Regions from separate parts of the Zea mays genome. Here regions 2 and 3 are each linked to region 1. A link is a contact called in public Hi-C data. All regions are on one chromosome and are shown on one strand. Each heading gives the region's core, a stretch centred on a gene start, on an enhancer-like site or on the middle of the called end of the contact. The rest is flanking DNA. Distances are from core to core; before and after follow the strand shown.

The links. Hi-C and Micro-C count contacts between places; a contact is called where the count stands out from the background.
Region 2: a contact with region 1 is called in a Hi-C map of endosperm, with 4 times the contacts expected there. The contact joins the promoter of LOC103632346 here to the promoter of LOC103632351 in region 1. A contact is called at or near these places in 8 of 25 Hi-C or Micro-C datasets (bundle sheath, ear, endosperm and 3 more) and 1 of 3 datasets of contacts at active chromatin or transcription factors (leaf).
Region 3: a contact with region 1 is called in a Hi-C map of leaf, with 3 times the contacts expected there. The contact joins the promoter of LOC103632344 here to the promoter of LOC103632351 in region 1. A contact is called at or near these places in 4 of 25 Hi-C or Micro-C datasets (ear, leaf and tassel).

Annotation. Positions count from the first base shown.
Region 1 is chr7:49,779,565-49,782,353 of Zm-B73-REFERENCE-NAM-5.0, forward strand. LOC103632351 (F-box protein At1g47056) reads left to right here and starts at 1,471. Exons shown (of 1, transcript XM_008654167.3): 1 at 1,471-2,789. The coding sequence starts at 1,486.
Region 2 is chr7:49,229,707-49,232,406 of Zm-B73-REFERENCE-NAM-5.0, forward strand. It overlaps LOC103632346 (type I inositol polyphosphate 5-phosphatase 2), which reads right to left and starts at 1,390. Exons shown (of 10, transcript XM_008654158.4): 1 at 970-1,390; 2 at 756-855; 3 at 587-664. The coding sequence starts at 1,002.
Region 3 is chr7:49,116,244-49,118,943 of Zm-B73-REFERENCE-NAM-5.0, forward strand. LOC103632344 (kinesin-like protein KIN-4A) reads right to left here and starts at 1,371. Exons shown (of 25, transcript XM_008654154.3): 1 at 331-1,371. The coding sequence starts at 453.

The DNA.
Region 1 (2,789 bases), core at 221-2,720:
AAGAATATTTTGTGGAAGCCTCATAATGGATCCCTAGCCATTCACCTCGGCAGTGTTTATGTGTCCGTACAACCTAGGCTAGATGGGATACATGGCTTGTAGATAAAGTTGTACCACATCTGCAGAGTGTAAAATGATATGTGAGCCGTGCTCACGGTTAAGTGCAACCTGGACCCTCACATGATAACTGAACTTAAAGATGGAGAACAAATCGTGATCCGATGATTTATAAATGTTTTGCTTAAGTGGTTTCACTTAAATGTTTTTGATATAATCATATGCTTATGATTAATTGAGATATTTTAAGATACACTTACAATTAGTAAGATAGGCGTTGTTAATAAAATATTGACCAACTAAAATGCTTACCGATTATCCATAGCCTACCTTGTAAACCTTGTATAACTTCTCCCACTTACTGAGCCCCCACCATAAATAAGCTCACCCCTTGCTAATATTTTGATTAGAAGCTGATGAGGAAGACTGTGACGATGGTGATGACGAGTACTGAGTCTAGCGATGTGCGAGTCATCTTCTTGTGGAAGATTGCCCATGCTATATCCGTCGTACTTTGATGATGATACTATTTGAGGCTTTTATGTCTGGATGATGTAATAAAGTTATTATACACTCTTTACGCATTTATTACATTGTCTTTTGATATATTACACTTGTGACGTCAATATATATGTGATAAATAGATTCTGGCACATATATGCTATGTATTCGGTTTTGCCCATAGGACCGGGTGTGACACTCTACAAACAACGGCAAACAGTGCCATCTACGGTTTCATGCCTCCTATTTTACACAATTCACTGAAGAAAGTCAGAGTAAACCACATTTGTCACTACGATATACTCTCTTTGTCCCCGTTTATAATTCACTTAACTTTTCGACATCAAATTTGACCGAAGCCTCTTATTAAAAAATTCAAAAAAATCAAAATATTCAAAGTCATATTTAAGACAATTTAAGCGTATAGGATACTACCTCCGTTCACAAATAACACTGTTGACTTTTTTCGAAAACTTTGACCACTCGTTTTATTCATTATTTATTTAAAAATATAAGATTTTAAATCAAGCATAAACTAATAATAAGTCATTATTATTTTGAATAAGATGAATGGTTAATTTTTTTAAAGTCAATAATATCATATATTTATAAACGGAAGCATTTTTAATTTTGCTCTTTCGGAACATCAAGAGTATTTTTCTGATAGTATCCTTTATATTAAAAGGTCAAACAAAGCTTTCATCAAACGGGAAATTTAGAAAAAAGGATTTGCCATCGTAATTATGGAATTCGTAAGAGTAGCGGCGTCAATGGCTAATGTCATTGTTTTGCCCAAGCCCAAATCGCACGCGACTAGCCAGGCAAACCACAGAAATAAAGTAATTAATAGTAGTAATAATAATACAAAGAAAAAAAAGAAACTGGCGTGGAATTAGCCCACGGACAGGACAGTAGCATTTAATCGGGATGAATCCCTTGGTGGCGTCCGCAGCGTCCAGCCGTCCACCCAACCACTCCTCTCCTCCCCGGTCCTCCTCCCCTTCCTCGGCAGATCCGCCGCCGCCCGTTCCCATGGGCCAGTGCCTCTCCGCCCCGCGCCACCGCAAGCCCCCGCCCCTGCCTCTGTCGCCCGCGCTGTCCGTTCCGCCGCAGATCCTCTCTTCCATCGCCGACGCCGTCGGGGAGGATCACACCGCCGACCTCCCTGAGGAGCTCCTCGCCCTCGTCTTCGGTCTTCTCGGCTCCGGCGACCGCAAGCGATGTTCCCTCGTTTGCCGCCGCTGGCTGGTCGTAGAGGCCGCCTCCCGCTTCCGCCTCGCGATCGACGCCAGGGCATCGCCGCTCGCCGAATCCGCCCTCCCCCGCCTCCTCGCGCGCTTCCCCGCCGTCTCCAAGCTCGCGCTCAAGTGCGACCGCCGCGCCGAGAGCGTGGGCGACCCGGCCCTCGCGCAAGTTGCGGACCGCCTCGGCCCGGGCCTTCGGCGCCTCAAGCTCCGCTCCCTGCGTGCGGTCACCGACGATGGGGTCGCCGCGCTCGCCGCCGCGGCCGCCAACCTCCGCAAGCTCTCCGTCGGATCCTGCGACTTCGGGGCCAAGGGAATCGAGGCTGTCCTCCGCTCGTGCCTCCACCTCGAGGAGCTCTCCGTCAAGCGCCTCCGTGGCCTCGCTGAGTCAGAGCCCATCTCCGTCTCCAGCCCACGCCTTCAATCTCTATCGCTTAAGGATCTGTACAACGGCCAGTGCTTCTCCTGTTTGATCACTCAGTCGCCAAACCTCAAAACCCTCAAGATTATCAGATGCGCGGGTAACTGGGATATCGTGCTCCAGGACGTTCCAAGGGATTCTCTCCTAGCCGAGCTCCATCTCGAGAAGCTGCAGGTCAGTGACTGGGGTGTAGCTGCCTTATATGGGCTCGAGGTACTCTACCTTGCCAAGGCACCTGAGGTCACTGATATCGGATTAGCTGAGCTTGCTGCTAAGTCGCCACGCCTCCGCAAGCTGCATGTTGATGGTTGGAAAGCAAACAGGATTGGTGACCGGGGGCTTGCGGCTGTTGCACAGAAATGTTCCAGCTTGCAGGAACTGGTCCTCATTGGTGTGAATTTGACATCATTAAGTCTTGAGTTGATTGCAACGAACTGCCCCACCTTAGAGCGGCTCGCACTGTGTGGGTCCGACACGTTTGGTGATGCAGAGATGTCATGTGTCGCCTCCAAATGTTCTGCTTTGCGTAAGCTGTGCATCAAGGCATGTCCAGTGTCTGATGCAGG
Region 2 (2,700 bases), core at 140-2,639, 550 kb before region 1:
ATCAATTGTATCCTGGCCATTCAGGATTATGTTACCTCAGATATTGTGAATATACAGAAACCACTACAATTTAAATCCTCATTTCTAAACTCTATTTATAGGGTATCAACATATCCGCATAAATCTGAGCTTTGCAGGTTCAAGATAGGGTATTATTTTGCAAATCTGTGTGTTAGTGTGTGTGCTTGGAGATTCTTCTCCCCTTGTACTCTATGTACACTCTATTCTTCTTAATGAAATGACGCTGCGTGTTTGAGAAATAATTTTGCAAACCTAAAGCTGCAAGAGAATCATTGTTATGCCACCATTAGGAACAGTATGGTATTTTTCTACAATGTTGTAGCAAGCAAAGCAAACTTTAGCTCCACAAGCACTAGTCAACTAGTTATAATGAATGCTACAATAAACTTACAATACATGCCAGAGCTGTGCTATTATGTTAAACTTGATTTCCCATTTAAATGGCCGTTTAGCCAAAATAGTCACTATATGGTAGGTGACCCACTGTTAAGCATTTAGGAAAACACTGCTTAAAACGCAGTCAAGCTATAGACATCACTGTAGGCGTTTATGGAAACAATCTTACCTGATGATTTGCTAATCATGTATTTGAGATTTCCATGTATCTCAAAGAAGTTATTATCATCTCCAGAGTTAGTACCGTCTGAGAAAAGGTGTAAAATTCTAATTTGCGTGAAATTATTGAGGATACAAGCAAAGAAATTTGTAGAGAATACCCATGCAATTCCTCATACCACTATCCTCACTGCCTGTATCAAACTCGTCTTCGCTGAAATCATTTAATTTCGGCCTGATGTTTAGCCATTTTTTCATCACCATTGAAGACCAAAATGGCTGCAATTTATACCAGGTCAGATAACTCGGCATTATCAAGAGCAGTAAAAGGGAAAAACGATCCATCATAATTCATACAAGCATATACTGAAGCTACCCATTTCTGCAGATTACCTCTGACTGTTTTCTTCTTTGATCTCTCATCATCTTCAACGCTACAAGGAAGGCTAGGAACAAAACTTCGAACCTCCCTCCATTTCAAAGAAAAGACAGGTCCATATGTTCCAACTATCTACTAGGGGGATATGTTCCAACGAGTTACTAGGGGGGAAGCAGATGCAAGATAAATACATACAGGAAAGATGCAACTAGACAAAGTGGAAGTCGGCATTAAGTTTCCAGCTAGTTCACTGTTACCACTTGTCCTTCAAATTGCAGAATAGCTTTTGCAGCAGTAAGATCCATATTGAATACTCCCACCGCTGTCCACTTGGTCATGGAGAATATGTGAAGTAGACACCAATATAACAACTGTTGCTTTCTAGCATAAGAAAACTAAGAAAAGGGTAGATATGCGAAAATTTGAGCACAATTGGTGGACAACATCCAGTGTTTGTCCTGCATGAACTTCTACCAAGTGCACATGGTCCAACAAGACATTATACCATGTGACAGGGACAAGCACAGCATCATCATACTGTTCGAAGAGATGGACAGGTCCACATATGTGTGGATCATACTGGATTTGATGGGCTCTTCAGCGTGTTCGAGAAAAGAAATACTGGATTTGATGGATCAAAACAGCCATTACTTATTAGCACAGACAGATGACGCAAAAAATTGGTGGAGACGGGCACTATCTGTGGTCCTGGTCCTGTTCACTTTACTATGGAAATAGAGAGACACTAGGCTCTTGGTTCCGAATCAAAGAACAGGAAGGCCTCTAACCATCTAGGATAGCAAGATATTTCTCAAAGTGAAACAGAGTGAGACAGCTCACATAAGAAGTGGAGGAAGAGCTACATCAGAGTGAAACATTAATGTCAACTAGTCGGTTGCTCGTGCGTTGCGACGGCTTACAACAATATCTATGTAAACTATTCAGCAAAAAAATTTCAAGTTTTTTTATTGATTGTCCCCGCTCTCCGTATAATATTTTTTTGATTTTGCTAACTGATGTTATTGTTTACTCCATCCAATATGTCTTGGTATAACACGGCCAATGAAGTGAACGATTAGAATAGAGTTCACAACGACTGATTAAACGAACAGAGATTATAAAATGACATAATTCCACCATACAGACACCAAATAAGAGAAAGTTTGTGAGCTCAAGTTTCTAAAATAAGTCCCATGAACTTAAACTTATAAAAAAGATAGATCAAAATATAGAGTGATTGCTAAAGTCAGCCATCAATAAAAACTGGATGCACTCCATATAAATTATGCTACTTTGTAGCAATTACTAACGTTTAAAACCAACAAATAACCTTTCATTTTACTGTTAGTGTGACAAATCATTGTTGCTCCATCCAATTCAGCAACCTCAAACACCATGGAGTCCATTGTGCCAATGTGGTCTCAGAAACGACATAATATTTGCAAGAGCCAAGAACGTTGTGTCGTGCTTGGGCTATAGTCTCGGCCTGTAGTGCTGGCCCGGTCCAACACGATTATATATTTTTTATTTTACAAAAAAACGTATATACATGTATACAATTTATATTCAATATTGTTAGACAGTTTCACCAGTGTCTCCCGCCCTTCTTGCATCAAGGCATGGGTTCGAACCCCACCTCCTGCATTGGTTTTTAACATTTTACGCTGATTTAATCAAATTAGCCGACGGGCTAACGAGCTAGCCCAGCATAGTCAGCAGGCCGGCATGACGTGCCTGGGCCAGAA
Region 3 (2,700 bases), core at 121-2,620, 660 kb before region 1:
TACTCTTGTTGGCGAAACAGACTCTCAGCGGTGCAAGATAGAATAGAATACAGAGAAGAAGAAGAAGAAGAAGAAGAAGAAACACCCTGAAAATCTGCATGCAGTGTCAAAATGCCTCTGAAAATTGTACTAGAAAACATGGGGAAATAGCAGGACAGGCAGACTTCTAAAAATATTGTTTGGCAGGGGTCAATCCAGAGTCTGAATTGTGTATCCGAGATGTAAACAAGGCACACGCAGGAGGGCGGGAAACACAGGTTCAGAAACATCCGAAGATTCATGCCCGGCCCACTCCCCAGCGAAGAAGCAAAGAAGTCGCAGAATCGATACCTGCGGCTTGCCCGGCACGACGGCGACGCAGTCCTTACAGCCCTGCAGCTTCTCGTCGCCGATGAGGGGGCGCGCGTGGACCGCCACCTTGACGCAGCAATCCTCGCCGTGCTCCATGGTCATCGCGCCCACCGGACGACCATACAACTAGCAACCACTTTCTATCTCTCTCTGTCTCTCTCTCTCTCTTTTCTCAATGCAAGCAGCAACAAGAACAGGGAGGGCAATAAGACAGACAAACAGACAGGGGGAGGAAGGATAGAAAGAAGAGAAGTGAAGCAAAAGACTAAAGCAGGCAGCAGCAGATGGTGATAGCGAGTAACAGCAGCCACCACCACCACCACCGATGGATGGACGGGTCTGATGGGTTGACGGATGGATCAATCCTCCTCCTCCGCCTGCCACACCATCATGGTTCCTTTCCTTGGGTTACACTTCAATTCCCCCCCTCCCCTCCCCTGTCTCTGTTCGTTCGTGCGAGGTAGATAGAGATGGATTCAGGTGGAGATGTTGGTAGTAGCGTCAGGCGGAGTCTCGGCCGAAGCAAGGAGCGAGGAAAACTTGACCGTCACTTCTGCAACTACCACCACCGCCGCGCGCCCTGCCCTGCCCTGCCCTGCCGCCGATCCAGTCCAACCGCAACCGCGGCTAGCTGCAATTGAGTGAGCGAGCTGTGGCTACAAATGCTGCTTGCCACTCCTGCTGCTCGGATCTTGCTGCCCTGATTCCCCCTCCCCGCTGCGCTGGTGCTCTTAGTTGGGAAGGCGGGGGGTCCTTTGGGCCTGGTGTTTGGTGGTGGGTGGGAATGGAGACGGAGAGCGAGAGCGAGACGGAGGAGGACAAAGCAAGGCTAGGCTAGGTGTGGGAGATGAGTGTGTGCTGGTGAAGGATGGCCTGTGGGTGTGGGGGGTGCCCCTGCGGCCTGCCGCTCTCTTGGCTTGGAGTATTTTATTTCCTTTCCTCCTTTTTTTCCCGGCGAAGGTGAGTGAGTGAGTGGGCAGGGACGGGGAGCGAGCGAGAGAGCGAGTGATTAATCACTGCCTGCAGCTGCGGTGTTATTACCTTTCCACTGCTCGCTCGCTCGCTCGTCCGTCCGCCGCAACAAGGACGTGGCATCTTCTTGGTTGTTAGTGACCCAAGCACAATTGACCGAACTGACCTCTCTCTCTCTCGTCTTGAAAGTAAATCCTACCATCTGCTGATTTATCTTTTTCCGTACGGATCCCTATCAAGCGAGACGTAGTGCTAATTTTTTTTTATAAAAAAAATAATTATCGCGGGCAGGATTTCTATCAGGAAAACACATTTTCCCCATTTCATTCGCTGGTCGCCTTTTTCTCGCCTTATTAATCGAGAAATAATAGAAAGAGAAACCGGAACTGTTGCTCCGATTCAGTGCCTGTGAAGGCAGTCAGGAGCCAGAACATCAGAGCTGCCCACCTGCTCTCTGGTACTGGTAGTATATATATATAGTAAATGTAACGGACAATGGCAACGTGTAGTAGCTAGGGAAAACAACAGCGGGACAAGACAAGCTACGTACACGGTACGGCAGTGCACTGCATGTGGTGATGTGGAGCCAGGCATACTGTAACTGTAGCGCCACGTTGAGTTCTCATGCACTTTATACATACCGTAACGTATTTCCCATCCATAAACGTGACGCTGCCGCATCGTTGCCTAGTGGCTTCCACAAGACCACAAGAAATTAACTTGGGGGACCGAAAAGCATTGACTGGTGCCGTTGTTTCATGTAATAAGCTTTCCCCCTCGAATCGCTAACAAACGCTGTCCCCATCTCCTCCTCCTCCTCCCACCACCGCTACAAAAAAAAACGAACACGGGCCAACGACGCTATATATGACAGCACAGCACACACAGAACGTGGTCTAGAGTCAAGTCAGAACGGAGTAGTAAAGTAACAAGTACTCCTAATAAGTTGCAAGGCGCAAGAGTGTCGAGAGCATGCATGGCGACGTCGCCGTCACTCAGAGGACAGTAGATAGACGATGAAACAAACAACACTCCTAACTCCATCGATCGAAGCTGATGGGGCGTCAATTCTGCTATGCCATTAGGTTAGCAAGCAAGCAGAAACAGAGGAGGAGGAGGAGGAGGAGGAGGCGTACGCGTGAATGGCGTCTCAACAGGCCACATTCGGTTTGCGCGCGGGACGTCGCTGATGCCAACGCTCCACCTCCCCTCTAACAGCGACGTAATAATCCCGTAGTTTATGCGGGGGCAGGTGCCCCTCTCTCGCGCGCGCACACATGCACGTCACATTATCTGAGTATCATATTGTTTTGCACAAAGTGCTGGATCCCCTTTCACGTCTCGGTGGTTAGCCAGTCCCATGTGCCTTCCAGAACA